Linked DNA regions of Mus musculus: all the other regions are linked to region 5. The links are chromatin contacts, called in public promoter capture Hi-C maps. All regions are on one chromosome and are shown on one strand. Each heading gives the region's core, a stretch centred on a gene start, on an enhancer-like site or on the middle of the called end of the contact. The rest is flanking DNA. Distances are from core to core; before and after follow the strand shown. Region 1 holds the start of Gramd1b (GRAM domain containing 1B). Region 2 holds the start of AW551984 (expressed sequence AW551984). Region 3 holds the start of Fam118b (family with sequence similarity 118, member B). Region 4 holds the start of Scn3b (sodium channel, voltage-gated, type III, beta). Region 5 holds the start of Msantd2 (Myb/SANT-like DNA-binding domain containing 2).

Region 1 (2,700 bases), core at 181-2,680, 3.0 Mb after region 5:
CTTAGCTTCCACACCCCTTCATACCCTGGAGACCCCCTCAAGATCCCCACACTTGCTGGTGTCACTTTTGAGCTTTTGAGACCCACTCAATAAGTGATAATGAACGAAAGTGAAATGATAGGGTGAATGAACTCCCATTAGTTACCACCAGCAGCAATAACAGCAACACCCCGCCCCCTCTAATAGTACAGACCTCTGCTAATGGTCATACCCCGAGTCCAGAAGTAAATTGAAGAGGGGACATGGTATCCATGAGTAGCGGGGACTCCATGCCACCATGGGCAACTTCCTGAAGCAACACACACACACATTACCCTGTGAGCTTCATGCTAGTTCTTGAATGTGAACAGCAAACATCTCCCTAGCAAAACTGAAGCTGGCACGGTGATCGATCGTGAGATGTGTCCGTGATGTGGTAGAAAATGTGAATACGTCACCTCTCCATAGGCAACATGGACCTGTACCAGCAGGGTAGTGTAGGAAAAAGAAAATGACAAAAAGTGAAATGGGATTCGGAAGTCCATGTGGAGGCGTCACTTAAACTTCTGTCACTAGTCTCCCGACACCTCCACCTGTACAATGGAATCATAGCCTAATACTATCTACCTAATTTCTCCAAATTCCATCCTCAGGTGAAGCCCTCACCACAGACAGTAGTCTGCGCACAGTAAGGGCTTAAGAGATAATAAAAGATAACACTGTATTGGCCATTTTGCTGTGAGGGTCAAGAAATGAAACGCAGCATGAACCTATGTCAAACACATCAAGTAATGTAAAGTCCCTAGTTCTAGGCTGTGTGGTAGCCCTGGTGCCCTGGCAGTGCCTGAAGACGCCAAGGTGACGCGATAAGCTCCTTCTTTGATCCCGGAAGTTTCCACCAGAATGCCCTAGGGTCCTAGACCGCCCTGGGGAGGGGCGAGAGGTTCAGGGGAAGACTGCTGGAGAGAAACTGGAACCTACCTGCTTTCACTGCATTCTTTCCGCTCCCTCACCCTCAGCCACTTGCGGAGCAGGAAGCGTTTTCGGCGCGGGGACGCACTGGGTGTGGAGCAGTTGGACCACGGGGTGTCCTCGTCGCTGGAGGGCGTAATCTCAATGGACGGCAGTTGCAGGAACTCCTTGCCGGGGGCCAGGACGCCGGGTAGGTCCGGGGCTACCAACCCCGCCTCCAGGCTCTGCTCCTGCACGTTCTTCATCCGGCGCATCTTAAAGCGCCGGCGGCGAAGCGTGGGGGTGGACGAGCTGGACCACACCGCGCTGCCCTCGGGTGCGCCCTGAGGTTCTGGCACCTGCAGGGCGGGCAGCTGCAGGTTCTCCATCATGTTGGCCGCCGGCATCGGGGTCCCTGGCCGCTGCTCCGTGCCCTCCGCCTGCAGCCTGGCTCGAGGCTTCCTCTCTCGGCTCCCTACCCTGGGGCCCGTGGCACTATCCCCTCTCACGTTCAGCGGGAGGCTCGAGCCTGCCAGTAGATCAAGTTCCTTTTCCTGGAGCGCCGCGAGGAGGGGACTGAAGGGGACGCCGCCTCCTGCGGTCTAGAACTTTAAGAAGCGCGCTTCCTCGCTCAGTCCGACGAGGGAAGAGGCGACCCGGGACGCAGTGACAGTCGCCTGCCAAGCTTTGCCACCCGGCTGCCCTCCTGGGGCTCCCCTTCGCGTGCCCGTGTGTTTGTCTTCCGCTGCGCCCGCTTGCTCGCTTGCTCTCTCTGCCGGTGTCTTTGCCTTAGCGGGACTCGGCGGCCCCGGACCCCAGGGAACTGCGCAGCAAACTCTCAGTGGTTTGCGTTCAGCCGACTGCGTTGGGGAGCCGGCTTGGCGCTGCAGGAGAGTGGAGGACTGGAAGAAGAGGCGGTGGTAGGAGGGAGAGGAAAGAGAGAGAGAGAGAGAGAGAGAGCAAGGGAGACACTAGATAAAAACAAAAAAAGGTGGAGTAGGTGGAGGGGGGTGGGGGCTGAGGAGGGAGTGGGTTGCTAGCCTGAAAGGACACGCACAGGCAGCGACAGCCAGCGACAGCCTTGTAACTGTACACGGAATCCCTTGGGGAGGGACTATACCTCCGAGTCAAGGCTGCTCCAATCAGCCTAATGAAATAGGAGCACAATCCAAACTTTCTCAAGGCAACGATTGGCTAAGCAGCTCTGGTTAGCAAACTCCCTGTTTTTTTTTCCCCTGGGGGAGGGGAATCAATGGATTTAGCCCTCCCTCGCAGACCACCCAAGATACAGGGTTGAAGGAAAACTGGGTGACTTTTCAGCCAAATCTCTCTCCTAAGAAATGCGCGTTCTCCGAGTTGTTTGGAGTGCTGACCAGGAAGACAGGGCATACATAATCAGAAGGAAAATGGAAAGTTCCTGGAGGCTGCTTCCAAAATGGCAAGCTGGGAAGAAAAGACAGTTCTGTAGAATAAGCTGAGGACACCAGACACGGACACAAAGACACACGATAGGGTGGAAAGACACAGGACACACAGGACCATTAAGGGAAAGATACTGGATACATGGTGTGTGGCCTGGCCAAAACTATAGCCCGATTATAAGTGAAAGGCAAAGAGGCTGAGAGAAGTTAGCCGGTGCACCACCCTCAGAGACTCCAGGGAGTCAAGTGCATCCTTGGACATTCCTGAGACTGTGTGATGCTGCTTCATCTTGCTGGGGAATGGGTTGGGTCACACCGTTTACTGTGGCCTCAGACCTCTGAACAGAAA
Region 2 (2,700 bases), core at 2-2,501, 2.1 Mb after region 5:
TCCACGAGAGCATTCTGTATCTGATCATCATCACCTAGCTTCTCTTCCCCCGTTGTGAAAAAAAAAAAAAAAGAAAAAAGAAAAAAGAAAAGAGAAAAAAATGACCTGAGCTGCAGTGGCAGGCACCAACAAAGGTACTTTTCACTGGAGCTGAAGCGGCACTGCCTGGAACACACAGCATGCTCAGGACAACTGTTGCTCTGATGCTGATGAACCGGCTGAAGGGGCAGTTGATTTAAATACCTCCACCTTCCTACAACTATGCAAATAAGGGCTTTTGTCTTTCTTTGTGGCACAGCCCTACCTCAAAGCTTCCAAAGCAGTGGACAGTGCTACTCCTGGGCCAACCATCCTCATTTTAATAGCAATTACAAATCTGAGTTGTGACGTATCTTAGTGATACAGCATTTGCTTAGTATAGGCAGCGCGTGCGCGCGCGCGGGCACACACACACACACACACACACACGCAGAGAGAGAGAGAGGGGGGGGGAGAGGGAGAGAGAGAGCGAGCGCGCAATCTGCATGTTGATCACACTCACACACACCCACTCCCACAAATCAGCAGCTATGATTCTGGCTCAACTTGTTATTCTTCAACAGCTGCGGAATAAATCCTGGCTGTTAAAATGTTTTACCGCTTGACAGCAAAGCAAGAATTGCAACAGATGATAATTTATGAAAACACAGAGTATCTAGGAAAAAATACGGGGGGCGGGGGGCGTCCTTTAAATAAGACAAAATGTATAGGAAAGGCATGAGGCCAGGGAAAAGAATGCCTAATATCAATAGGAAGCTTAGAGCAGGAGACTCACCCAAGGGCTGAAAGATGTACTGTGTCTGGCAGCAGAGATCTCAGGCTGGCAGTGGCCACTGCAGGAGGTTGAGAGGAGAGAGGCAGACCACAGTCACCTGTAGTGAAAAACAAAACAAATATCCTTTATTTCCTGAATCTAACCTCATAGTAAATTTCGCTCGCGGAGGGATTTTCCTGACCACTCCACCCTTTCTCATATAAACAGTCAATTGTGGCAAGGCTCCATTCTGTCTCTCGGGGGGAAAAAAAAATGAGAAAAGTGTCTATCTAAGGTAGAGAGTTTCCTCAGGTGGGACCAAGATCCAAGAACCTGTTGTTGCTGGTGGTGGACGTGGAAGACCGAGGGCTTCTCAGTGAGTCACCCGGGATCAGCTCCGGTGTGGACCCTCAGGGCAGAACAACTGCAGTGAAGGGGGCGGGAGTGTGAAGAAACAGCTGGCCACTCCCCTGCTGTTGGCTGCTGGGAACTAGAAGCTAACCATGGAGGAGACTTGGAAAGGGGAGCTTACATAGTTTTTTTTGGGGGGGGGGGTAATTTCAATTTTCAATTGTCTGCTCTTGATTTTTAGCACCTCAAGACTTCCTGATATTTATTTATTTTAAGAACTTAAGAGCTCCAATCAGTTTTCAGTTTTCGTTCTAACTGCACTCCCATGGCACAATTTTACATAAAGCTGATAACTTAATTGACTGAAAGGAAAGGAACTTCAGAGTTTGAAGAAGTAGGCGCCAAAGATTTAAGGAAGTAGAGAAAGAGACGGTTTAAGACAGATGAGAACAAGAGGGACTTGCTTGAGGTTATTAGATGATTAAAGGATTCTTGCATCCCGATAAACTTCCAATGGCGCAGAAATCACTCACAAGTACCCACTCCCCACACTTGGCTCTTGCAGTTTAAGCAAGCCCCTAAAGGGGGATGGGCCTCCTGAATAAGTGGAGCCGGGGAAGGGAAGGCAATGTCCGGGATGGGAGTGGTTGGGTGTTTTCAGAGCTGGGAGAGGGATGTCTGCAGCGCTGGCTCTTACCTTCCCCAGAAATCCCGGTGCTGTGAGTCAAGAAAAATGAAAACAGCTGCGGATTAATTTTCCTGGAAAACACGCCCACCTCTCTGGCTCTGCTGTAACATAGCAACTCTATGACTGAAGCATCTGCAAGGAAGAGAATCCCTGTTAAATTTCCAAGATGCAGAGGATGGATCACAGACCAGGCAAAGTCAAAGGCAGGCAAATCCTTCTTCACGTGAACATTTAAAATTGTAACAACAGAAAGACCCGGTGTGGAAATGCGGTGCTTCTGTAACAAATTTAATTACCAATGGGTTTACATCAGCGCTTCGAAGTTTGAAGTTTGAGTTGAAGTTGAGGTATCCTGGCTTCCATCCCCAGGTTATGTTCCGTTCAGGGCACACACTGTAGAAATCACATCTGGTGCTGCTCACTGTCTGCTGGACTATCTACCAGCAAAAGCCAAAACCTGGCATACTAAACAGATTTCTTCCTCCATTGTGCTGAAATAAAAACCTAGAACTTGTCTTCCACAGAGGAGACATGACACACATCTTGTAAGAAGCAGAATTGGGGAGTATTTATGGCAAATATACACAAATAAATAGAACTTTATAGTTAACCATAAATCCAAACTTTATTTTAAAACAATGTGTAATTTACTTTTTCCATTTTAAAGTTTTTCATGAGTCCAATGATCAAACCTTTAAAGAAAAACGTCACTTTATATGCATACATATTGTACATACATCTGTGTATATATGAAAGGCACTGGTATATGAATTTGTATTTTGTCAATAAGAGGAGATAGGAATATGATTACCCAACAGTACTAGCTAGTTTTATTTCAACTTGACATAAGCTGGGGTCATTTGAGAAG
Region 3 (2,700 bases), core at 21-2,520, 2.2 Mb before region 5:
GAAGTCCTCCAGTAATTCACATCACACCTTGACTGTATAGCTGGTAATTCACATTTCAAGGACAGTACTTAGCAGGGGGGAAAAGACCGCGGAATGGGACGGGGCTTCATTAATGATCATCTACATTACAGCAGCCTAGTTGGTTTCCCGGATATACTTTCCTTTTTGATCTGTCCTGCTTTGTATTGCCACATTCCTCTCTACAATACCACTTGCAAGGGATTTCTCAAGAAGTTTCAAAGATCCAACTATCACATGAAGTTTAAATTCTTCAACTTCTAGTCTTCTGAGGCTATTCACCTGTTCAACTGTTTCACATGTGGTTTCCTTCTGCTAATTCATTTTGGAGGGAGAAACACCCAAGCCTAATTCAACTATTCATTCTCTAACTGAAATGCAATCTGGCTATCTTGAGGGAAGAGTCACTAGTTCTCACGACATCCCTTCAGCATCAGCTTCCCCAGCAAACGGCATGCGCATCCCAAGGTGTTTTCGAGATTACCATTCCAAAACAGCTGTTCATATTCCCAGCTGCCCTTTGGCGATAGGAGAGTCGTCGTTTGCAGTTCGGGAGTCTCTTGTAGGAAAGGGAGAGAGAGAGAGAGAGGGTTCGACGGTTTCAAGCTATGGAAGGAAAGACTAAAGGAGGCAAAGGGGGAAAAGCTCTTTACTTTCCTTGGGAAGAGTAGATAAGGGAAGAAAGAGGAGACCCCAAGAAACGAACTCTAGAGAAAGGTCAGTATAAACCCGTAGCGCTCTCGAGGTAGGACGTATGGGGCGGGGGTCCTGGATGAAGGAAAAGAACCGTCATCTTCGGGAGGACTGGCTACAAACAACGCGAAACAAAGGGGTTGGCAGTCGCAAAGCGGGAGGTTGGAATATGAGAGATCTGGGGATCTCCGGAGGACGAGCGGCAAGAAAACGAGAAAGAACACCACACGTCCCTCTGAGGACCCGCCGAGGACCTGGTTGCTAAGAGGGACCAGACAGGTGCCGGTAAAGACTGAGGAGCAGCCAGCTTCACTTCTAAGGACGCGGGGGCGGGGAAGTGTTTCTGCGTGGAGTCGTGCCCCGAAGCGAGACACGCTTGCCAGGGCAGTGCTCTCCAAGAATGGAGATCCGGGCCATGCGAAAACCGTTGGGGCACCGGCATTTCCCAGCCCTCGCCTGGCTTCCCCACACACTCACCGCGTCTGCTCCAAACGCCACCGCTCCAGCTGCAGCTACCGGCCGGCGCAGCCGCACTGAGCGCGCACCGCCCCACGTGACCCGTAGGCTACCTGCCCACGTGATCAGCAGGGCCCACCCCCCCCCCCTTCCTCCTCTCCGCGCTGTCCGGCCCCGCCCTCGCCAAGATGGCCGCGCCCTGCTTGCGTACGCCTGGTGTCCAGCTTTTGAGTATGAGTTCGCGTCCCGGGAGATTGTTCACTCCCGGCTCCTGGTCGTTTTGTTCCAGCGCTACTTCCTCTAGGCCCCTGAATGCTCAGAGATTGGCAGAGAAGCTCCGAGCCCAGAAACAAGAGCAAAAGGCAAAGGAAGTGCGGGTGAGTCTAGAGAGACTCAACTTCCGAGAAGCGATGCTCTCACGGCTTTCTTAGGTGTGGGGTGTGGTAGGCAGGTCCTGTAACAGCAAGTACATCAATGTTGAGAATATTCTGTGTGGTAGTCGGAATACCGCACTTTTGCTACTGCCAGACCCACCGCGTGGGTATGCAGATAAGACAGATGGCTATGTATGGTCCCAAAGGAAACATGAGTCAAATTATACAGTACAGTCATTCCACGGATTTCCACCTAAATCGCACTTAAGGCCATTCCCAGCGCTTCACTCCTTCATTAAGCTTTTTCCACCTTTCTCTTTCCTTAGGTGCCTACAAACCCCGTTCAGCGGAGAGTGCAGGAACTAGTGCGATTCACACAGCAGCTGCAGCGAGTTCACCCCAATGTGCTTGCTAAGGAACTGAGCCGAAGGATTCTCCACCAGGACAACGACCTCGTGGTCATTAATAAACCCTATGGTCTCCCTGTCCATGGTAAGAGCCATGTGGGCTAAGGAGAGAAACCTGCTGCTGCTTCCTCTTCCATCTAGGGTCACCCCTGAAGCTTTATTCATGAGACACTCTTGAATTCAAGTTAATTAAACCTTATTATCCCATGTATGTGACTACTGGTAACAAACCAGTGTCTAGTCCCCACTTGCAGATACCTGACAGTGAGCTGTATGCAGCCTCCCACAGGAATTATTGCAGAGAGATACAGAAGCTCAGTTCTGCACTGTGGGCTGTGTACAGCCACCCACAAGAATCGATGCGGAGAAATACAAAAAGTTACTTGCTAACTGTTATTTTCCATCAAAGTGGTTAAAACAAAACAACAACGAAAAAGGAGTTGGGAGCCAGTGTGCGACTGCCGCCCCAGGTCTAGGGGAGGATCCGGTGTTCATGTTCAGATCAGTCTCAGCAGCAGCAAAACTTCATTTCAAAATGAGAGAGGTAGAGAGACAAGGCTGGGAAGAGGAAATAATACACACGGTTGCGGTACACAGTAACCCCAGAGGGACTGGAACTTAATAGATGTCCTGATGCTGCTGAGTGTTCTGATGGGGGACGGCTGAAGTGAGTCAGAATTGAAAGGGAAAAAAAAAAAAAAAAAAAAAAAACATTTGTCAAAGGTCTGCAGGAGGAAAGTAAATATTTTAGC
Region 4 (2,700 bases), core at 119-2,618, 2.8 Mb after region 5:
CTAGAAACTATTGTACACTGGAGAAGTTTAGTTCCAAACAAAAAGTTCTTGCGATGGGTCATGGAGGAAATGACTTCTTTATTGAGGAAAATGTATCAAGAACGATTAATGCAGCTTGGGGAGGAATGGGTATAGAAGTCAAATGAGTACAAAGAACTTCCTTACGCGTCAGAAGGGGGGGGCGGGGGGCGGTTAAGCTGTGAAGAGCCAGCTGTCACACAAGAGAGTTCCAGCACACTCGTCAGGAAAGCGCCTCACTGATTCCTGAGTTGTGAAAGATGTTGCAGATTTTGAGAACCTCAAAGGCTGATCCTCAACACAAGATGGCGTTTTACGACCCCGTGGCTCTCGGCCCGGGAAGAAACCTGACTGAGGACCTTCTGTGACTGTGTATGTGACATTTAGCAGGGAGCATTTCCTGTGTATAGTTCATTTACCGTCAGCTGTTACTCCGCATTCCCTTTAGGAATATCACTGTTATGCCCCCCCCCCCGACCCCCACCCCTTTTTGGCTAGAGAACAGGAGAAAAGGGCCTGGGCAGGAGCCAGACTTTTGTACCAGTCTTTCACCATTAAGCCTTCCCTTCGATTCCAGGCATGCCTAATCCGTTAAGTCAATTCGAGTTTATAACTGAGTGTAAAGGTTCAGGTTTCCCTTCCAGAAATAGGGCGGGGATGCTCAGCAGCTGCTAGGACTCGGAGCGTCTAAGAGTTGGAAACCGTCTCAACATCACATCGTCTATCTGCCTACAAATGGTTGGGGAAGGTGGGGCACCTCAGATAACTTGGGAAACGAGAAATCATCCTTCCTTATCCCTACCCTAAAGCTTATCCGAAGCTCGCATTTGGAACTAGACTGAGCACTGAGGTAGGGACAGGTGTGCCACACCCTACCCTATTTGCTACAAGCAGAAATTGCCTTGCTGTGTCCCTTGTGTGGGAACCCATTAATCAAGGCAATTCAAAGGCTGGGGAGGCAAGAAGGGGGGGGGGGATAAAGTAGAGGGCGAAGAGAAGCCAGCCAGGAGCTAGCTGGTACTGTAACTATTATAGATGACATCATTGCTTCAAAGAGATGTGTCCCTCCATTCCCCAGAGCTGTGGGCAAGTGTATTTGGGAGGCAGCAGGAGTGGGGTTGCCTGGAGGGGGTGGGTAAATAGGTGGAAGCTATGTGTGTGTCCATAACTCAGAGAGAAACCCAGACAGTAGAAAACCGAGGTGACAGCCAGCTAGCCAGACAAGAAGCCACCGCGGTCGGAGGGTGTTTGCGCTCCTCCCCCTCTTCTCAACGCGCCAGCCCTGGGAGGGGCACGTGGGTTTAGGGGTGGGGAATATGTGTCCAAGGGGGAGGGTCCATAGCGACCAAAGCGGCAGAGAGCTGCCTGCGCATGTCAAGGCTAGCAACACATTCAGCTAGGGGGTGGCCCTGGAGAGGGGCGGCTTGATCACCCAATCGCCCAGCATCGGGGCTTCGCAGGATCCAGAGACGCGCCCCGCGGAAGGGGGTCCCCCCCTCTACCCAGCCTCCACCTCTGAGATCGCCAGTCCCACCGAAGCTCCCGCCTCTTTCCACGCCTGGTGGACCTCATGGGAGCCCGGGGCTGCTGTGTACAAGACTGAAGTGGAACACATTCTGTAGCCCAGACGACGGCTGGAGTGGGGACACGCCCAGCTGGAGAAGCCTGCCCCGCCGTAGAAGCCCGAGATTCTGAGTCTCGGTGGATCGAAGTCGCTGTCCCTAGGGGAGGCGAGAGGTGAATCAACACTGACTCCTTCCACAGGCCAGCATCCCCGCGCCGGCTGCGAGACTCCCTTCCCAGTCCACTTTGCTTTGGTTGCAAACGCAAGCAGAGGAGAGGGTTGGAATTCCAAGAGTGGGGTGGGCGGGAAGGCTACTGTCCGTGGTGCTGAGCCAAGCCCCGAGGCTCGCTTTAGCGAGGTGGCTTCAGCTGACACCTACACTGGGCTCCAGATCCCGCAGACCCCCTAGGAAGGGGACTTGACCTTTTTCTTCCTCCTCCCACTCAGAAGGTCCGCTCCCTTAGGGGCAGTTAATCCCTGAAGGTTTCCTCGAAAGAATCAGAGGGCTCAGTCCTTGACAGAGATCCTCTCTGTTCAGTTCCAGAAACCACTTACGAGAAAAGATGCCTGCCTTCAACAGATTGCTTCCCCTAGCTTCTCTAGTGCTCATCTACTGGGGTAAGTACAGCACCCTGCCTTGCAATGTGCTAATACCACGCATCGTGCTAACAATAACAACACTTAAGTGATGTCGATGGTGACAAAAAGGAGCTCTGGTTTCTCTCTGTGCATTTTTGCCAGACATGGAGATCCACACGCGCTCCCAGAGACCTGGGTTTGGAGGTTTGCAAAGGCACCTCCCTGCTCCCTGTGCCTTGATTTTTTTTTCCCTCCTAACCATCTTTAATGCTTCTCTGATTCCCGTCTTTCCTAATTTTTATTTTTTCTCCTCCCTTCCCCCTTTGCTGAAAAGGAATGTATCCGTTTATTATTTCAAAATCTTGCTTGCATTTTTTACATTTGCATCGCTCAGTGAAGAGTCAGTCAGTCCTGAAAATCTCAATGATTTGGTGTATGTGTGTGTGGGGGGGGGGGGCACACTCATTTCTCTCTATGGTTTAAAAAAAAGCACAAAACCTGGATGCATGAATTTTGAGAGAGAGAAACTATAGCTTGTC
Region 5 (2,700 bases), core at 163-2,662:
CATCAGGCCCCTTCACACATACACACATAGGCAAACGTTTATACACATAAAACTAAACGAACACATTTTAAAATGAAGTTTAATTTTGTGTGTAAGTGTGGGGATATGGGTGGCATGTCCCATGTATGACGGTCAAAGAACAAGTCATGAGAGCAGGTTGTCTTCAGTCATTGGGCGGGCTTGGCAGCAAATACCTGTACTGGTTGAGGCATCTTTCTGCCACTACTGAGGTTTTAAAGTTAATGATCTGAGATAAACAGGATTTCCAGCTTTAAAGAATATGGAAATTGACTAGGTGGTGGTGGCAGCTCAGGCCTTTAATCCCAACATTCCAGAGGCAGAGGCGGCAGGCGGAGTTTGAGGCCAGCCTGGTCTATAGACTTAGTTCCAGGACAGCCAGGATAACACAGAAAAACCTTGTGTCAAAAACCAAAATAATACCACACAAACAAGGTTATATCTTATAGCTATATGATACTTCAATGTTCAAGACTTTACGGAAATATTCAGGAGTGAGTGATGAGTGCTAATTTACTACTAGGTCACAGGAACAGTTTCATTTCCTTGAACTTGACTGGGAAATTTTAAACCAGTCCCAAATCCCAGTGGACTGAGGTACCGGAGTAGCTATTCTGCTGGGCTCTGGAGCTCTTTCATGTCCCCATTATAGATACTGTATAAAAGCAAGAAAGACATTTACTTTATCATTGGCTACACAGTTACTCAGAGGAACAAGAAAACAAACGAAACGAAGCTTGTGGGTGTGGCTCAGTGACAGGGTGTTTGCCTAGCAGAACACGTGAGTGCAATCAGAGTTGCTATAGAGGCTGAGTTTCTTGAAAAGCTAAAGCGTGCAAACTCTAACTCATATCTGTTCTCGAAAGTCTTGTCCAGAACCACTGCAAGCAGCCTTCCCGCTTTGCCTTCCTCCACATACCCTTTGTAGGGTTTCCTAGTCTCCAGTCTGGACCTCGGTTCCCGTACCTAAAGGCGGGCTTAGAGGGAGGATAGGCTCAGGGGCGGAGACAGGAAAACAGAAATAGCCAATTCGTCCTTAATTCGAGGCCCTCGCGGGCCTCACCCCTGTTGTGAGGGTTGAGATTGGAAAGGAAGTGGGGAGGCTCCAACCAGTCCTTCACTCCCGCGCCCTCATGCCCCCACCCTTCTCTGCTCGGAGCTTGGGTGCGCCGGGTCCCAGCTTCTCCTCCCGGGAGAGGAGCGGCCGGCACCAGCTGGCTGGAGGGGAAAGGCGAAGATTTGCGGGCTGCTTGGGCCAGCCAGACACATCCTCCGGGCCCTCTGACCGCGGCGAGCCACTCAGCCCCGAGCCAGGCCCCAGGGCAGCCCCGGAGACCCCGGTGGCCGGATGCAGGGGTGCGTCACTTCCGGGCGGTGCAGCGGCGGCGGCTTGGAAGATGGCTGCGCCCTGTGGCTCGGAGCTGCCCGCCAACTCGCCGCTCAAAATTCCGAAGATGGAGGTGCTTTCCCCGGCGTCTCCCGGCGACCTGAGCGACGGGAACCCATCGCTGTCCGACCCTTCCACGCCTCGGGGAGCCTCCCCTCTCGGGCCCGGCAGCGCGGCGGGCTCGGGGGCCGCGGCGTCCGGGGGTCTCGGGCTGGGGCTGGGGGGCCGCGGCGCTGCCTCGTCCTCGGTCTCCTTCTCGCCCGGCGGCGGCAGTGGCGGGGCTGCGGCGGCCGCTGCCGCCGCCTGCCGGGGTATGTCGTGGACGCCGGCAGAGACGAACGCGCTCATCGCTGTATGGGGCAACGAGCGGCTGGTGGAGGCGCGGTACCAGCAGCTGGAGGGAGCCGGCACGGTATTCGGCAGCAAGGCCCCTGGGCCGGCCATGTACGAGCGCGTGTCCCGGGCCCTGGCCGAGCTGGGCTACGAGCGGACCCCGTCCCAGTGCCGGGAGCGCATCAAGGTAACCGGCCGCTCTGCCCGGGGCTGCGAACCAGAGGCAGAGAAGGCGGGGAAACGGGCCTGGGGGCGGGGGCCGGGCCGAGCGCGGGGCTCCCCTCCCGGGCCCCGGGTATCCCTTGTGTCTGCTCCGCCTCTTTCTTCTCTCCCTGGGAAGGGGCGCTTCTTTCCAGATGGCCGCCAGCCCGTAGGTTTCCTGAGTTTGAAGTTGGGCGTGTCTGCCGCCGCCCCTCTTTCTTGCCAATTGAGGATGTTCCTGCGCTCTGAAGTTGGTAGTTTCTCTCATTGTGCGCGGGGCCCGCAACTGTCGCGGGTGCTGTCGCCCGCACTGCTTTGTTCCCAGATAGAGGGGCTCCCAGACTGAAGCTTTCCAGCTGGGATGGAATTGAGGAAGGGTAGCAGAGGGCCGGATGAGCGCCCAGTGTAAGATTTTTTTCCTTTGCTGAAGTTTCAAGAATAGAGCATTGGGACGGCTGGCCTTTTGTGTCAGTCGCTTTGCTTGTCAGTTGAGGTGATACAAGGACTAGCAAGATTTGAGGTGCTTTTGGAGAGCTGGAAAGGCTTAGTGAAAGAAAGGTCGTGTATTGTTATCGTGGAGGTAGAGGACAGTAGAGGACACCTTGAACGTTAGTCTGCTTGAAGGTTCTTTTGGAATTTGGACTGGCGATCTTTTCAGAGTCAGGTTGCCTTGAGAGTCAGGAGGCTTCTAATTCTGAGGAAGCCCTCTCTTGTCACCCAGGTTTTTTCTGCTTTAGTTAGGGTGCCCGGATGCGGACAAG

The links. Promoter capture Hi-C pulls out the DNA fragments that hold promoters and counts their contacts.
Region 1: a promoter capture Hi-C map of pre-B cells shows a contact between it and region 5. The contact joins the promoter of Gramd1b here to the promoter of Msantd2 in region 5. A contact is called at or near these places in 2 of 39 promoter capture datasets (the C10 cell line and pre-B cells).
Region 2: a promoter capture Hi-C map of hippocampal neurons shows a contact between it and region 5, with 5 times the contacts expected there. The contact joins the promoter of AW551984 here to the promoter of Msantd2 in region 5. A contact is called at or near these places in 2 of 39 promoter capture datasets (frontonasal cranial neural crest and hippocampal neurons).
Region 3: a contact with region 5 is called in a promoter capture Hi-C map of pre-B cells. The contact joins the promoter of Fam118b here to the promoter of Msantd2 in region 5. A contact is called at or near these places in 4 of 39 promoter capture datasets (the C10 cell line, liver and pre-B cells).
Region 4: a contact with region 5 is called in a promoter capture Hi-C map of hippocampal neurons, with 7 times the contacts expected there. The contact joins the promoter of Scn3b here to the promoter of Msantd2 in region 5. A contact is called at or near these places in 3 of 39 promoter capture datasets (cranial neural crest, hippocampal neurons and second pharyngeal arch cranial neural crest).

The regions. Positions count from the first base shown.
Region 1 is chr9:40,454,334-40,457,033 of GRCm38.p6, forward strand. Gramd1b (GRAM domain containing 1B) reads right to left here and starts at 1,431. Exons shown (of 20, transcript NM_172768.2): 1 at 961-1,431. The coding sequence starts at 1,337.
Region 2 is chr9:39,602,401-39,605,100 of GRCm38.p6, forward strand. It overlaps AW551984 (expressed sequence AW551984), which reads right to left and starts at 1,252. Exons shown (of 20, transcript NM_001199556.1): 1 at 1,127-1,252; 2 at 815-911.
Region 3 is chr9:35,266,535-35,269,234 of GRCm38.p6, forward strand. It overlaps Fam118b (family with sequence similarity 118, member B), which reads right to left and starts at 1,271. Exons shown (of 8, transcript NM_194257.2): 1 at 1,189-1,271. It overlaps Rpusd4 (RNA pseudouridylate synthase domain containing 4), which reads left to right and starts at 1,347. Exons shown (of 7, transcript NM_028040.2): 1 at 1,347-1,544; 2 at 1,868-2,033. The coding sequence starts at 1,356.
Region 4 is chr9:40,267,848-40,270,547 of GRCm38.p6, forward strand. It overlaps Scn3b (sodium channel, voltage-gated, type III, beta), which reads left to right and starts at 1,369. Exons shown (of 7, transcript NM_001083917.1): 1 at 1,369-1,755; 2 at 2,121-2,200. The coding sequence starts at 2,146.
Region 5 is chr9:37,487,909-37,490,608 of GRCm38.p6, forward strand. It overlaps Msantd2 (Myb/SANT-like DNA-binding domain containing 2), which reads left to right and starts at 1,413. Exons shown (of 4, transcript NM_146222.2): 1 at 1,413-1,925. The coding sequence starts at 1,416.